3 separate regions of the Drosophila melanogaster genome follow, and regions 2 and 3 are each linked to region 1. Evidence: chromatin contacts called from public Hi-C data. All regions are on one chromosome and are shown on one strand. The core of a region is the stretch at or near the end of the contact, and the rest is flanking DNA. Distances in the headings are between cores, read along the strand shown. Region 1 holds the start of tacc (transforming acidic coiled-coil protein). Region 2 holds the start of DhpD (Dihydropterin deaminase). Region 3 holds the start of asl (asterless).

Evidence for each region. A called contact is a pair of places that touch in the nucleus more often than the background predicts.
Region 2: a Hi-C map of the Kc167 cell line shows a contact between it and region 1, with 2.6 times the contacts expected there. The contact joins the promoter of DhpD here to the promoter of tacc in region 1. A contact is called at or near these places in 2 of 107 Hi-C or Micro-C datasets (the Kc167 cell line and embryo).
Region 3: a contact with region 1 is called in a Hi-C map of the Kc167 cell line, with 2.6 times the contacts expected there. The contact joins the promoter of asl here to the promoter of tacc in region 1. A contact is called at or near these places in 2 of 107 Hi-C or Micro-C datasets (the Kc167 cell line and larval brain).

The regions. Positions count from the first base shown.
Region 1 is chr3R:4,747,308-4,751,347 of dm6, forward strand. tacc (transforming acidic coiled-coil protein) reads right to left here and starts at 1,749. Exons shown (of 10, transcript NM_169016.3): 1 at 1,484-1,749. The coding sequence starts at 1,576. atms (antimeros) reads left to right here and starts at 2,728. Exons shown (of 6, transcript NM_001275334.1): 1 at 2,728-2,747; 2 at 3,487-3,579; 3 at 3,642-3,769. mir-9384 (mir-9384 stem loop) reads right to left here and starts at 1,416; the gene lies at 1,357-1,416. CG44098 reads right to left here. Exons shown (of 5, transcript NM_169018.2): 5 at 3,102-4,040.
Region 2 is chr3R:4,226,670-4,230,826 of dm6, forward strand. It overlaps DhpD (Dihydropterin deaminase), which reads right to left and starts at 2,569. Exons shown (of 5, transcript NM_141182.3): 1 at 2,376-2,569; 2 at 2,059-2,319; 3 at 1,811-1,965; 4 at 1,479-1,752; 5 at 718-1,423. The coding sequence starts at 2,474. The coding sequence ends at 866. aux (auxilin) reads left to right here. Exons shown (of 13, transcript NM_164317.3): 12 at 1-22; 13 at 82-849. The coding sequence ends at 192. It overlaps CG14641, which reads right to left. Exons shown (of 1, transcript NM_141183.4): 1 at 4,110-4,157.
Region 3 is chr3R:5,603,603-5,607,963 of dm6, forward strand. asl (asterless) reads right to left here and starts at 2,941. Exons shown (of 3, transcript NM_141300.2): 1 at 2,728-2,941; 2 at 839-2,671; 3 at 1-773. The coding sequence starts at 2,844. It overlaps Rga (Regena), which reads right to left. Exons shown (of 8, transcript NM_169080.3): 6 at 4,351-4,361; 7 at 4,082-4,246; 8 at 3,673-3,990. The coding sequence ends at 3,771. It also overlaps asRNA:ASTR.

The DNA.
Region 1 (4,040 bases), core at 499-2,998:
ATAAGTCGAAACACTTAAAGAAGGGGATAAATAAATGGGATACGAGAATACGGCGACCGCCGACTGCTTATATTGTCTTCGCAAATCAACTGGAGGAACTTGGTGCAAATTCAACGCTTTGATGACAGAATTATTTTGCACATTTTCCATAGGATTTTTGGAGAACAGTCTTATTTGCAAAATGCTTTCTCTTAAAGATATACCAGTAGAGGCAAGTAGAGTGCTCTAAAATAATAAATATGTTGATTTGGCTCATCACATTGTTTCAAGTGTAGAGGCCTGGTGGGTCCCAGATGACATGCAATCCCACAGCCATTGTTGCGCATCATGGCGCACTATCTGCAAGCTCCACATTGCCCAACGGCTGACTTTGCATGTTTGGCGAGAAAATGTAAGCAATGAAACGGAATCCCACACGATGGGCCTTGACGAGGGGGGAATAGTTAGATGTTGGCTCTAGCGTTATCCAAGCAGCGCGCGACAGGTGACAAGATATCACACGGTTCCCGGCTCAGGGTGAATTTAAAACCAATGTAGTTTGTTGAAGCATATAAGCCTTGAGTGGAATCCAAATAGTGGCCACAAATGAGTATACTGATTTCAGAAAACACAATAAATACAATAGAATAGAATACAAGTGGAATTTGAACCTTAAGCTGCAATTCGAATATCCAATAGAACTCAGGAAAATAAAAGAAAACAAATATTGAGGAAGAGCCAACTATAAACTGATCTAAAAATAGGCAAATGTGGAAAGGGGTGGAAACCATCTGTAGATCCTTTATAATGAGCATTTTTGTTGGCAAAAGGGAAGATGGAGTTAAATGACATTTAGTCAAACTTAAATCCTCAGATGGGCGTTTTTTGGACTGTAAACCGCATTAGGCACTGACATTTTGCAGCCGTTAGCCGCCAACTGATTTATTGGCATAATAGCGATACACACTAGCATTTTTAAATGGAAAGTGCACCATCTGGAGAGTGGAAATTTCAAGAGACAAATATATAGAAGGAAGAATAAGTAACTTTTGATTTTCCCTTGGCATACCCGATTCCCTCGTCCGTCGTCCGCCTTTATGGTAATTTTCCCGGACAAGGCCCTCGGTTTCCGTGTCTTGCCCGGCTTATTGCCCATTCTCCTATGGCTATGGCAGATCGGGGAAACTGGTCACCTGGGATGGACAATGTCCGGCGGACACCGATCAACTAGAGAACTCTCGTTCGCGACAGCTGCCTCAGAGCTAATAGGAACAGCGAATAATGGAAATTTATATGTACATATGTATTTACGATGAACAATTGCGAATAAAGAAAATAGCAGAACAGCCTGCGACGCAGCATACCCACACATATGTACAAAGTACATAACCGAACACACACATATGTACCTGTAGACGTGTGAGTTGAATTATGCCTCTGCCGAAAGTGGCTGCATTGGTACATCGCGGACGGAGCACGCCTCCAAGTCCAGCTATTAACTTACCTTAATGCCGCCATCGTTTTTGTTGATCTCCCGCAGAACGCCGCGACCACCAAATCCCATTCCTAGGCCATTTTCTGCGTCGTCGAATTCCATGGCATATGTGTATCCCGGCAGGCAGCGCTCTTCTACAGGCCGATGACACAGTTAAGCTATACGTTTTCGGATAAAACTCTTATTTATCGCAATATGAAATTGGTGACGCGAATTTCCAACGTTGCTTTGGCGAAAATGCCGCTACAATTTGAAGAAGCATAAGTGACAGTGTGGCCAAATTGCCAGCAGGGAAAAAATACCAGAGGGCAAATGTTACCTAGCATGTTATTAATAACATTATTTAATTGCACTTACACAATATTTCGATCTATGAATGGTTAAATAAAATCCAAGTTTTTCTTTATTTTTTTTTTCAACGAATTTTCAAGTAAATGAAAGTCGGTCAAAATAAAGAATTGGAATTAAAAAGGGAACAGTAGCTTTGGTATTATTACCATAATCACTTTTGTCACCGAGAATATAATGTTTGCTACCTACTTATGTAGATATACACAGTATTATAATACTGCATTTTATATTTCTAGCACACGATACTTGAAGAGTACAAGTCAAAAGTTTAAAGTATAACACAGGTAGATCGCATATAAAAGTTTTCAAGTACATTATTGTGCCAAAAAAAATTTTACATTTGACACAGTTAATACGCTTTTTTAAACAAACATTTGACACGCTGCAGTAAAATATTGATATTGGATATGTTGTATTGAAGTAGTGACGACTGCTCAATTTTTTTATGTAGTGAAATGTAAAATCATCTTTTATCACAATAAAGTTAAGATGTGTTGTTGTTTGATATTATTTTTATAAAGAATAACTTATAGGAATATATTTCGGAAAGTGACCTTATATAACAACGATTTATATGCATCGTATTGTACATATTTTCGGAGTCTGCCGTATTATTAGCGCAGAAAGTCCAAATATTTAATATTAAAGTATAAAACTAGGCACTTCATTCTCTTAAATCCATAAACGAGAGCACTTCTACTCGACGATTATGTTTCTCTTTATTAGGGCTGGCAACACCGTCACCCTATTTTGTTGCCTTCTGAGAATTGTAATGCAACCGCGTAACTCAACGACTCAACCGTTCGGGATTCCGAAAAGTTATATATTTGGAAATTTAACTAATAGTGAACAAGTATTTATTTATTCTTAACCAGGATCGGTCCGTCCATGTCCGTATGAACTTCGAGATCTCAGGAACTATGTATGTACATTAGTACGCATGTATAAGAGCTAGAAAGTTGAGATTGGCCATGAAGGTTCCAAACTTCGGTCCTATCGATTTGCCAGAACACTTCTTGCCACGCCCACAAACTGCCAAAGATTGCTATGCCCACACTTTTAGGAAATGTTTTTGATTTTCTTATTGGTTTTGTAAATTTGTACCGATTTACCAACAAAAGCAACGCCCCTTCTGACGCCCACAAACCGCCCACACTTCTACAAATTTAAAACTTCTTTTTGTTTTAATATATATTTTTTTTCAATTTCTATCGATATAACAGATATCCCTCGTTAATTAAACAAAAAACAAACAACGATAAAAAATAAATCAATTCGTTTTTATGATGATGCTTTATTAGAAAAATATTGCTCTTTTGCCATGTATAACACTTCCTTTTATGTAGTAACCAATATATGATAACATTCAACAAGTTGCTAAGCGTATTCACTAGGTGATGCAACTTTAAAAATATTATGTATTGTAATTTATGCCTTGTGTATTTATGTAGAGCCTGAAAACTACTAATTGTTTTATTTTAAATTAGCTTGGTAATTGATAATTACAATACGTAACGAATGTAAATTATTCAATGTGTAGGTTAATATTATTGTTGTTCTAATCAATTAGTATTATTAGATTAAGGTAATTAATAAAAGTTGTCCATAATATATAATTATTGTGTAACTACTCGTATGTCTTTTCATGAAATTCTCTCCAGGTGTTTACAACACAATCACTTAATGTGGAACCACAGGCCTTTAGAAGGATCACCATTTAAAGATGGTTTGTCTGTGCAGTGAGGTTCGATTCGGTACGTTTTTGATTTGGTTCAATAGTGACTGCTTAATACTGGGCTTTCTCCTTTTTCTCAAGGTGTGCTCCACATCTGACTTACTTTCTTATGAGACTACTAATTATGGCTGCGCTGAAGCTTATCCCAGACTTGAATGATTTAAGGTCTTCTGAGGATAGCCTAAATAAACTAATCCCTAAAATTAAAGGTAATGGAAAATATATGTATGGGTTTGGGTTTTGTCGGCGAGCTTATTTATCCATTTAAAATAATTTGCTCGAGGATTCTATTCCACAGCTTTAGCTTAAGTGTTGCCTAAGGTAATTTTGTTTTCAAGTGCGCGAGACTTTCTCACTTGAGCACTCCGATTTAGGTTGAAGTTGATGTACGTACTACAAAAGTGTGCGAAAATTCTAGTAATATATTGACTCTTCCTCTTAAAAAGGATAGCTAATGTGTCTTACAATAAGTGCGCCCAT
Region 2 (4,157 bases), core at 1,319-3,818, 520 kb before region 1:
CCTAGCAGTGCATCCTGATAAGGTATGTGACAAGATGTATGCAAAAACTAGGTGGTTTATGTTAATGCAATCTATTTTTAGCATAATGGAACAGAGAATGAAGAGATTGCCAAGCTTATATTTATGGAACTAAACAACGCATGGACAGATTTTGAAAACGATGCCACGCAGCAAAATATGTTTAATGCGTAAAACGCGTCTTATATCTACATATATATATATCACAGTTAGCCCGTATTTTCGTACTCTTAGCTGAATCTAATGTAAATTCATGTAAAAGTGTGAGCTTTAATCTTTAAAGTTGAAGTATTGGCATATGTATGCGTATGCAATTTAGATAGCTCAAACAAACTTTAAAAATTATGAACGCCCGAGGACATTCTACTTAATTTGCGTAACAGAAAACCCGAATCCAACATTCCCATTGCATCCAACAACAGTCCGCCCAAAAATAACGTCGGAAAGTTAAGAACAAAGCCTTCAGACTTCGGCGACTACCCAATGATTTCACGCCTTATCCATCAAACAATAGAGATCAATTATTCGTGTATATTAATATACACTTTTTCGCTGTAATTAGATTAATTGCGGTATGCCCTTGACCGATTAGTCAATATATGATTATATGATTAATCTATAAAGTGATGGAAGCAAAAAGTATGGCATTTGTACATAGCTGTTCCGAATATAAAATGTAAAACTAGTAAAAAACCATTTGCTTTTACTTTTTAGCTGTGTACATAAATAAGCATATTAGAGGTTATCTAAATTCCGTTTCAGCATTTAATGTTTGCCACTATAAAAATAAATTCTCTATACGTTTCCTTGTGAAATGCCACTGTTAAAGGTAGAACTGCTCTGTGACTCATTGGTATCCCTGTTTAATACGCTTGCCGGCCACGAAAACTTCTACAATGTTGCGGTCACTGCCTGTGTAAATGAACTTCTCCACCAGCTCATCGACGCTCAGCCTCCGCAAGGGTTTATCGACGACGCTGACATCCACCAACAAAGCATCGAAATCCTTCCCTAGAGCAAAGTTTCCGGTCAAGTGATCGAGGGACAGCGCTTTGGCGCCACCCAAAGTGGCCAAGTAGAGCGCCTGCTTGTACTTCAACTGATGGTAATTGAAATCTTGTGTTTTGGACACACCCGTCCCGCGGATGTTCTGCTTCTTAAAAAAGTCTAAGTGTTTTGACACGTCCAATGCGCGGAGCAGAACGTCCTGAATCGAGACGGAGTTTCCCCCCGAAACGTCTGTGCCGAGACCTACGCTCACGCCGCCGCTCACCAGCCGTTGGACATCGCACAGACCGGAGCTTAGCATTGTGTTCGAAGTGGGACAGTGGGCTACCGAGCACCCCCGGACTTTAAGAAGTGCCACCTCGTCGTCCTCCAGATGCACGCCGTGAGCCAGTACAGTCTGTAAGGTAGTAAAGGTTAAGAAAGGACACATACTGGAACCTAAAAGAGTTAACCTTATTCGTTAGCAGTCCAGCCTCGTCGTATGCTCCGGCATAGCTGGTCTTAAATATCCCCTTTACCATCTCGATCTCTTCCAGGTTTTCGCTGATGTGACTCTGGATATGCAGGTCAAATCGCTTTGCTATATCGCCCAGACTCTTTAGCAGCTCCTTGCTGCAGCTAAGGGCAAAGCGGGGCGTAATCGTTGGCATCACCATCGGGCTGCCGAGCTTCCGCACGCCCTCCACGAAAGCCAGGGTTGCACTGACCGACTCTTCCGCAGTCTCCCTGTGCAGAGCAACAACATTGAGTTGACCAGACCAAATCCGTCACGCTCTGTACTTACACGTAAAACTCGGGGCTGTTGCAGTTGGAGCAGACCTTGCCTATCAGTGCCCGCTGGCCTTGACGCACCGCCTCCCGCGCCAAGGTCAGCGTTGACTCCAGATGGTTGGTGGCGAAATAGGACGCCAGAGTGGTTCCGCACCGCAGTGTTGCTTCCTGGGGTGTAATATTATCATTATCAGCTAATAAAAATAGACGGCCGGTGCGACCCATCGATAAGACGTTTGTGTGCTCCCAAGTACTACTTACGACCACACCCTGGTAGACCTGCTGGGCGTATTGGTGGTTGGAAAACTTCGCCTCCAGCGGGAAAGTGTATGTGTTCAACCAGTCCAGAAGAGGCATGTCTAGTCCCAGTCCCAGTTGCGCAAACTGCGGGGCGTGTATGTGGCAGTCGACGAAGCCCGGCATGAGGAACTGGTAGTCCGACAGGTGAACCTCGGTCAGACCCTTGGCGTGGGCCGGATTGCTGCTTGCCCACGCATGGTAGTCTTGTCCCACTCCTATTATCTGTGAGCGAAATTGTTCATTGCTCATTGTTTTGTTCTGGGCATTAAATTGCCTACCTTGCCAGCGTCGTCCACTGCCAGGAATCCTCCTTCAAAGGACTCAAACTCGCTGAACGACTTGGTGTGCACGACAGTTCCAAGAAACACGGTTGCCATTGCTCTGATTTACTATCAGCGGGCTTAAACGTGCTGTACGACAGACTTGAGAATGTAATGATCAAGATCCGCTGAACAAGTTTTAAAACTCTCGCCTAGGTGCACGCGTCGCCCTGCGAATGTGCGCATAATCATACGGGGATGACACTTACTTTTTATTTCAAGGTTTAAATCGCTGGAAAGATTATTCCCAATCGTTTGGTCGTTACTTTAAATATTATTACTTATTACTGTTTTAATAAGCGATCGCTTGCACACGTGTGATTTATCGGTAAAAACTACAAAACAAGCAATAATTAACTTCAAAATAGCTGTTGCAAAACCATTAATTGTAAAATTGTATATTGGAATGAATATTGAAAAAACATAGAATACATTAATCATATGTTTAGCTAAGACAAAACCCCCTTTCTGGAAGTAAAGAAGAGTAAGAGTGACGGGTAAAAGAAATATAGCCATTATATAATTTACAGTTAGTCTAAGATTTCATTAGAATAAACATATTTGCACTGCTCGCACCTGTACATATGTAACCTTTACCTACCCTGTAGTCCCACAATTCATCGCTATTAAAAAATATTACATCATCTCTCTCTTAAAATTTTAAAGCGATGCTAATGTTCTTAATCATAACGAGGAATAAGCGATGATTTTGAAAACAAATTCATCGCTTTTTAATTTCTAACCGAAGGTCTCAGTATGCGATTTTTTATTTAATTGCAAATTTAAATTTAAATTTTAAATTTGTAATGTACATAGAACATGTTTGCAGATCACTTGCCTATAGACTTTTGTGAGAAGTAGACGCGATTTTGAGTGCTTGTTTTAAAAAAAAATTGTAAATATTTTGGAATTTAATTCAATAATAATTACAGGTAATGGATTTATTTTACAATAAGCAACAAACACTACTCACAGAAACGATAATTTAAGGTAAATTGGTTTAACTCGTTTTTGTATACATAATTATACATTATTTTACCTTAAGGTAAATCGGACATGTGAACTGAAAAGAAGCTGGTCCTAACTCCGTAGGACAGGACGCCAAAGACTCTGGAATTTCACATACATATATATGTATTTGTATTCTTAAATTTAAATCCTATGCATAATTTAAATAAGTCTAATTAAGAAAATACATTTTTATTAATAAATGACTGAAATTTCACTTTTTCATTAAAATTGATAGAGGATTAAGTGAATAAAAAGAGGTGTAGAGAGATGAATTGAGCTATCATTTATAGCGCTTATGCGTGATTTTGATTTTGCGCTATGCGATGATTTCCTAGAACATAGGTTCAGGTCATGGTTTTTTTTTTTAATACAAATTAACCTGTGATTAATTTGATCGAGATTTTTAATGATCAGTAATGAGCTGATGAAATCTGAATGAATGGAATGCAGGGAGGTAGTCATAATCCCAATGTTAAGTTCCCCTATAAATACTGAAGAATGAACTTACATATGTACATGTGCATTGGTGTACTTTTTTTAATCCCAAATATCGTCCAAATCAAAGAAAAGCATTTATTAAAGGTAAAAACGAGTGACGAACGCACATCAACATACATATGTACAAAAGTTTTGATATAAGCTTTTGTGACGAAAATTTGTTCTTTTTTTCTTTTTTTTTTTAGAGTTTAAATCATTTATTATTATCTTCTCCTCTCTAATTGTTTGGTG
Region 3 (4,361 bases), core at 1,691-4,190, 860 kb after region 1:
TGTGCGGATCGCATCGCCTCTTCGTGGGTGGAACGCAAGCTTTCCAGCTGCTGGCGCCAGTGGTGTTCCACCTGGTCGACTGACTGGCGCTGTTTCTCCCACTGAGCCATCACAGCCTTCATAGATTGCCTTTCGGAGTCGATGCTGGCGTGCTGCTCCTCCACTTCTCGGAGCAGTTCGGCAATTCGCTGGTTCTTCGCTTGCAGCTCCTGGCGGCACTTCTGCAGCATTTCCTTTTGCTTTTCTTCCCTGCCGGCCAGAATTTCATCGATATTCTCGCGTTCTGCCAGGATAGTTTGCTTTAGAAGATCCACCTCCGTTTGCCGCTGTTGCAGCTCTGCACACACCGTTTGGTATTCCCTTTGGAGGCACTGGCTCCTCTCCTCAGATTTTTGCAGCCGGTTAGTAAACCTCTTGAGTTCTGCTGCAAAAAGTTTGGCCATCTCATCACGAACACGTTGTTCGATCAACCTTATCCGATTCTGGGTGAGCTCTTTGGGCGATGGATCAGACGGGGAAACTGAGTTTGATTTCGGACTGGGCGTACACTTATTCTGCTGCTTATGCTCCTCTTGCTGCCTAATGTACGCCTCGAATTGCTTGGCCCTCTCCTTAAGATCGCTAATGAGCTCGTCCTGCTTGTTTGAAAGCTCGATCTTTTCCTGCATCTCGGCTTGCAAATTTTTAGACTGCTCCAGCGCGTGTTCCAATTCTTTCAGTTCCTTGGCCTGCATTGAGTTCACATTCTGGAGTTTCAACAACTGAATTTCCGCCTAAAAACCGTGGTGATATATAAGATTATTTAGTTTACTAGCATGTCTGAAAGGTTATCGCTTACCTTGGTAATTTCTGCTATGCTTTCAATGCACTTGCTGCAGTTTTCGGAACTTTCTTTGGCCACCGCAACTGCTTCTTCGCGCTTTTCCCGCTCGCTCCTTTGGCGCAAGGCCTGCAGATCACGTTCGTGGCTGAGTTTCTCCGTTTCCAGAAGCTTTTTTAGCTCCTCTGATTTCATCTCCGCCAGCTGCAAGTTTCGCTGAACAGTGGCCAAGTTTTGGCGTTGATCCTGCAACTCCTTAAGCGTGTCCGATTCTCTCAGCTTTCTCAATTCATAGCCTAATGACTCTTTGTCTGTGGCGATGTCAGAATAGAGTTTCTTAAGCCGCTCGACCTCGCTCTGGGAATCCCTCAACAGAATCTTGTGGCGTTCCAGCTCCAAGCGCAGGTTGTCTGCAGTTTCTCGAGTTCGCAACTGCCGATTTTCCTGCGAAAGCTGATCGTAATTTCTTTGAAGGCTCTCGTTCTGCTGCTTTAGTTGCTCCAGATCTTCTTCAATCTGCTGCCGTTTTTCCCTTAGTGCATCCCTCTCGGCCACAATGGAATTCAGCTGTGAGTGCACATCTGACTCCTGCTGTGATCTGTGTTTTTGCTCTTCCAACTCCTGCTGCATTGCCTTCACTTTGTTTTCCAACCGCATTTTGCCTTCGTTTAGGGTTTCCAGCTGAACCAGGGATTGGTTCTCCTGGTCGCGCAGCACGCGCAGTTCCTGGTTGCGTTCCTCCAGGAGCTTCTCTAGGCGTCGCACTTCTTCCCGCTTGTTCTTCAGGTTGCCCAGAGCTCGATACAACTCCTGCTTAATGTGACCGACTCTGTCTAGAGGATTCAGCGGTGTGCTACCAACAAGGCGCGATCCACCCATTTGACTTAGCCGACTAGTAGGCGATTCGTCCGCCTGATGCTGTTGAATAACCGAATCTATCAGGTCAAGTTCCGTGGTGGTTTCGTTTAGGCGCTCATGGAGCGAAGCGACTGTTTGCTCCAAATAGGCAATGCGGGCTTTCAAGTCAACGATGCACTGTTGCTGCCGACGATTTTCAGCCTGCAAATCGGGTCTTGCACTTAGTTGGTTGCAGCGCATTTGGGCCTCATCCAAAGCTTGACTGAGCTCGTTAATCTTGGCAGCCTTATCTACGAGCATTGTTTCGTGACCAGACTGCAGAGCATTGTAGCGCGAGTTTATCTGATCCAACTCATTTTGCTTGCGATCAAGCTGATCCTTCATCTGACAGAGTTGCTGCTGCAAAAGATCGGACTGGGCTCGGTGCGCTTCCTCCATTTGCTTTAAACGTAGGTCGGCGTTCCGCTCCTCCCACTTCTGCTTACTGGCCTGCACCATGTCGTATTTGCTTTGGACGTCCGTAAGCAAGGTCTTGGCGGCCTCTAATTGACCAACTAATCGCGTGTTATCTTCTTCCAACTGCTTCTTTTCCGACCGCAGCTTGTCCAGATCGCTGTCCTTATTGGAGCACGTCTCTTTGGTCTCCACCAACAGCTCGTGAGTGTTCTGCTTCTCGCGAATGGCGCGGTCTAGCTCAGCCTGCATGATGGATAGGTGCTTTTGTAAGTCATCCAGTTTTTTGTGCGCAGCGTTGGCCACCTGGTTGACATTCTGCAGCTCATTATTCTTAGACTCCAGCAGGATCTGGAGGCGATGCATCTCGATCTCGTTGGCTCGCTGAGCATCGTCCTGCAGCGGTTTATGGTGCGGATGTGATGGGTAGTTGGGTAGAACTGGCGGCTGTTCCAGTTCCGACTGGTAATTCGTCGTCGAGTCGATTGTGTTCTCTTCATCGAGCAGATCGTCGAAGGCATTCACCATAATCCGTCCAAGCTTGCGTAGAATTGGAATCGGTGACATTGTTTACCAGGAATTCCCAGATCGCTTACCTCTTCCTCGCGTCGTTTCTGATCCTGCAGCGCCTCTTCCTCCTCCTGCCGGTCCAGTGTAGAATTTATGTTAAGGGCATCCGCCCCCTGAAAGAGGCTTATACCTGGCGTGTTCATATTCGGCTAAGGGGACGCCACAAGCATCAAATTCAAATAAATTCCGAGGCGCAGGCGCTATTTTCGTAGGCAACTCTAATTTTCTTCCTCTTGCTTCTGTTGACACTTTGACATTAACATAGTAACGCGTGCTGTTAAGTGCAGTAAGCGCTTCTGTAGCGAAAACATTGCGTTCACACTACATACAGTCTAGAAGGGAATTAGGTTTTTATTCTATACTTGTACATAAACTGTAATTGTTAAATTTAAAAATAAATATTTTCCCAAAAAGTTGCCGATATGTCGAAAAGATTGTGGCCCCGACAATAGACCTGCCAGGCATACACAAGCTTGAAGATGATATTGTATGTATGTATTATCATGCCAACTATGGTTCCGTCGTATCATTGATAGGGGGAGCTGTTGTGCATTGCAGAATGCAGTAGATTTGCTATTGGAATATACATACATATGTATGTCGTGTTAGTCCAGATGACAGGTATGTATTTTCAGACACGGCCAGTAATTTTTTATAGGATCACTTTATAGAAAGAATTTCTTCTACCTTTCAAATACATTTCAACGAATCGAAAAAATATAACTTGCTTTTTAATTTAATGGGAGTCCGCTCATTTCATAATATCGAACAGCTAAAAAATGTTACATTTCAAAGATATTCTAAAAATATGAATACCAACTAGACTCCAGCAGGATAAAAATAAATCGCTTTAAATTGTTAACCGGCAATTTGTACCAGAATTTGCACATACATACATATGCATATATGTATGTATATATATCCTAACACCGTTTTAGAAGAAAAACTCAAATGGATTGTTTTTAATTTTTATAATAAAACTTATTATTCAGTTAGTGTTGAGTGTCCTTGTTGCAATGCAAAAACAACAGCATACTTTCTTTTTCAATTTTTTTCATTTTTATTAATTTTATACAGACTGTCCATTCATAAACGCACTTATATTGGGACATTTATCTAATTTCTCGGGATCTATTTGGAAAACCTTGGACAAACGTTTCCAACTTTGCGCATCAAAGTAGTAGAAGGTGCCGCGCTCTTTTGTACCATTTTTTTCATATTGATCAATGCCAGGAATTCGAGTTATCCATATTTTCTCCTCCACGTGGTATCGCCACTCGCGACTATGCCTGCGATGGGAGCAGAATTTTAGTATATATGTATGTTCTATATATGTTCATACGAAGCTTAGATAATAGCTACGCAAGAGGAAGTACTCACAATTCAGCAGCTGCCATCAATTGCATCATATCGCCGATGTTCGTGTAAAAAAGGAAAAAGAGCAGGTCTTCTTGCAGCTTTTTCAGTACCGGCGCTGTTAGTTTGTCTCTTATCGCAAAGTTAATCAGATATTCGGGTGGCACGTTGAACTCAACGTCTTGTGCTCTGAAAAAAGTAAATGCAAATCCAATGTTACTAATTTGGTACACCTCTTACTCAATAGTACTCAATAAGCAATTAAATTATGTAAGTTTATTATGTAAACTGACCTGCAGGGCTG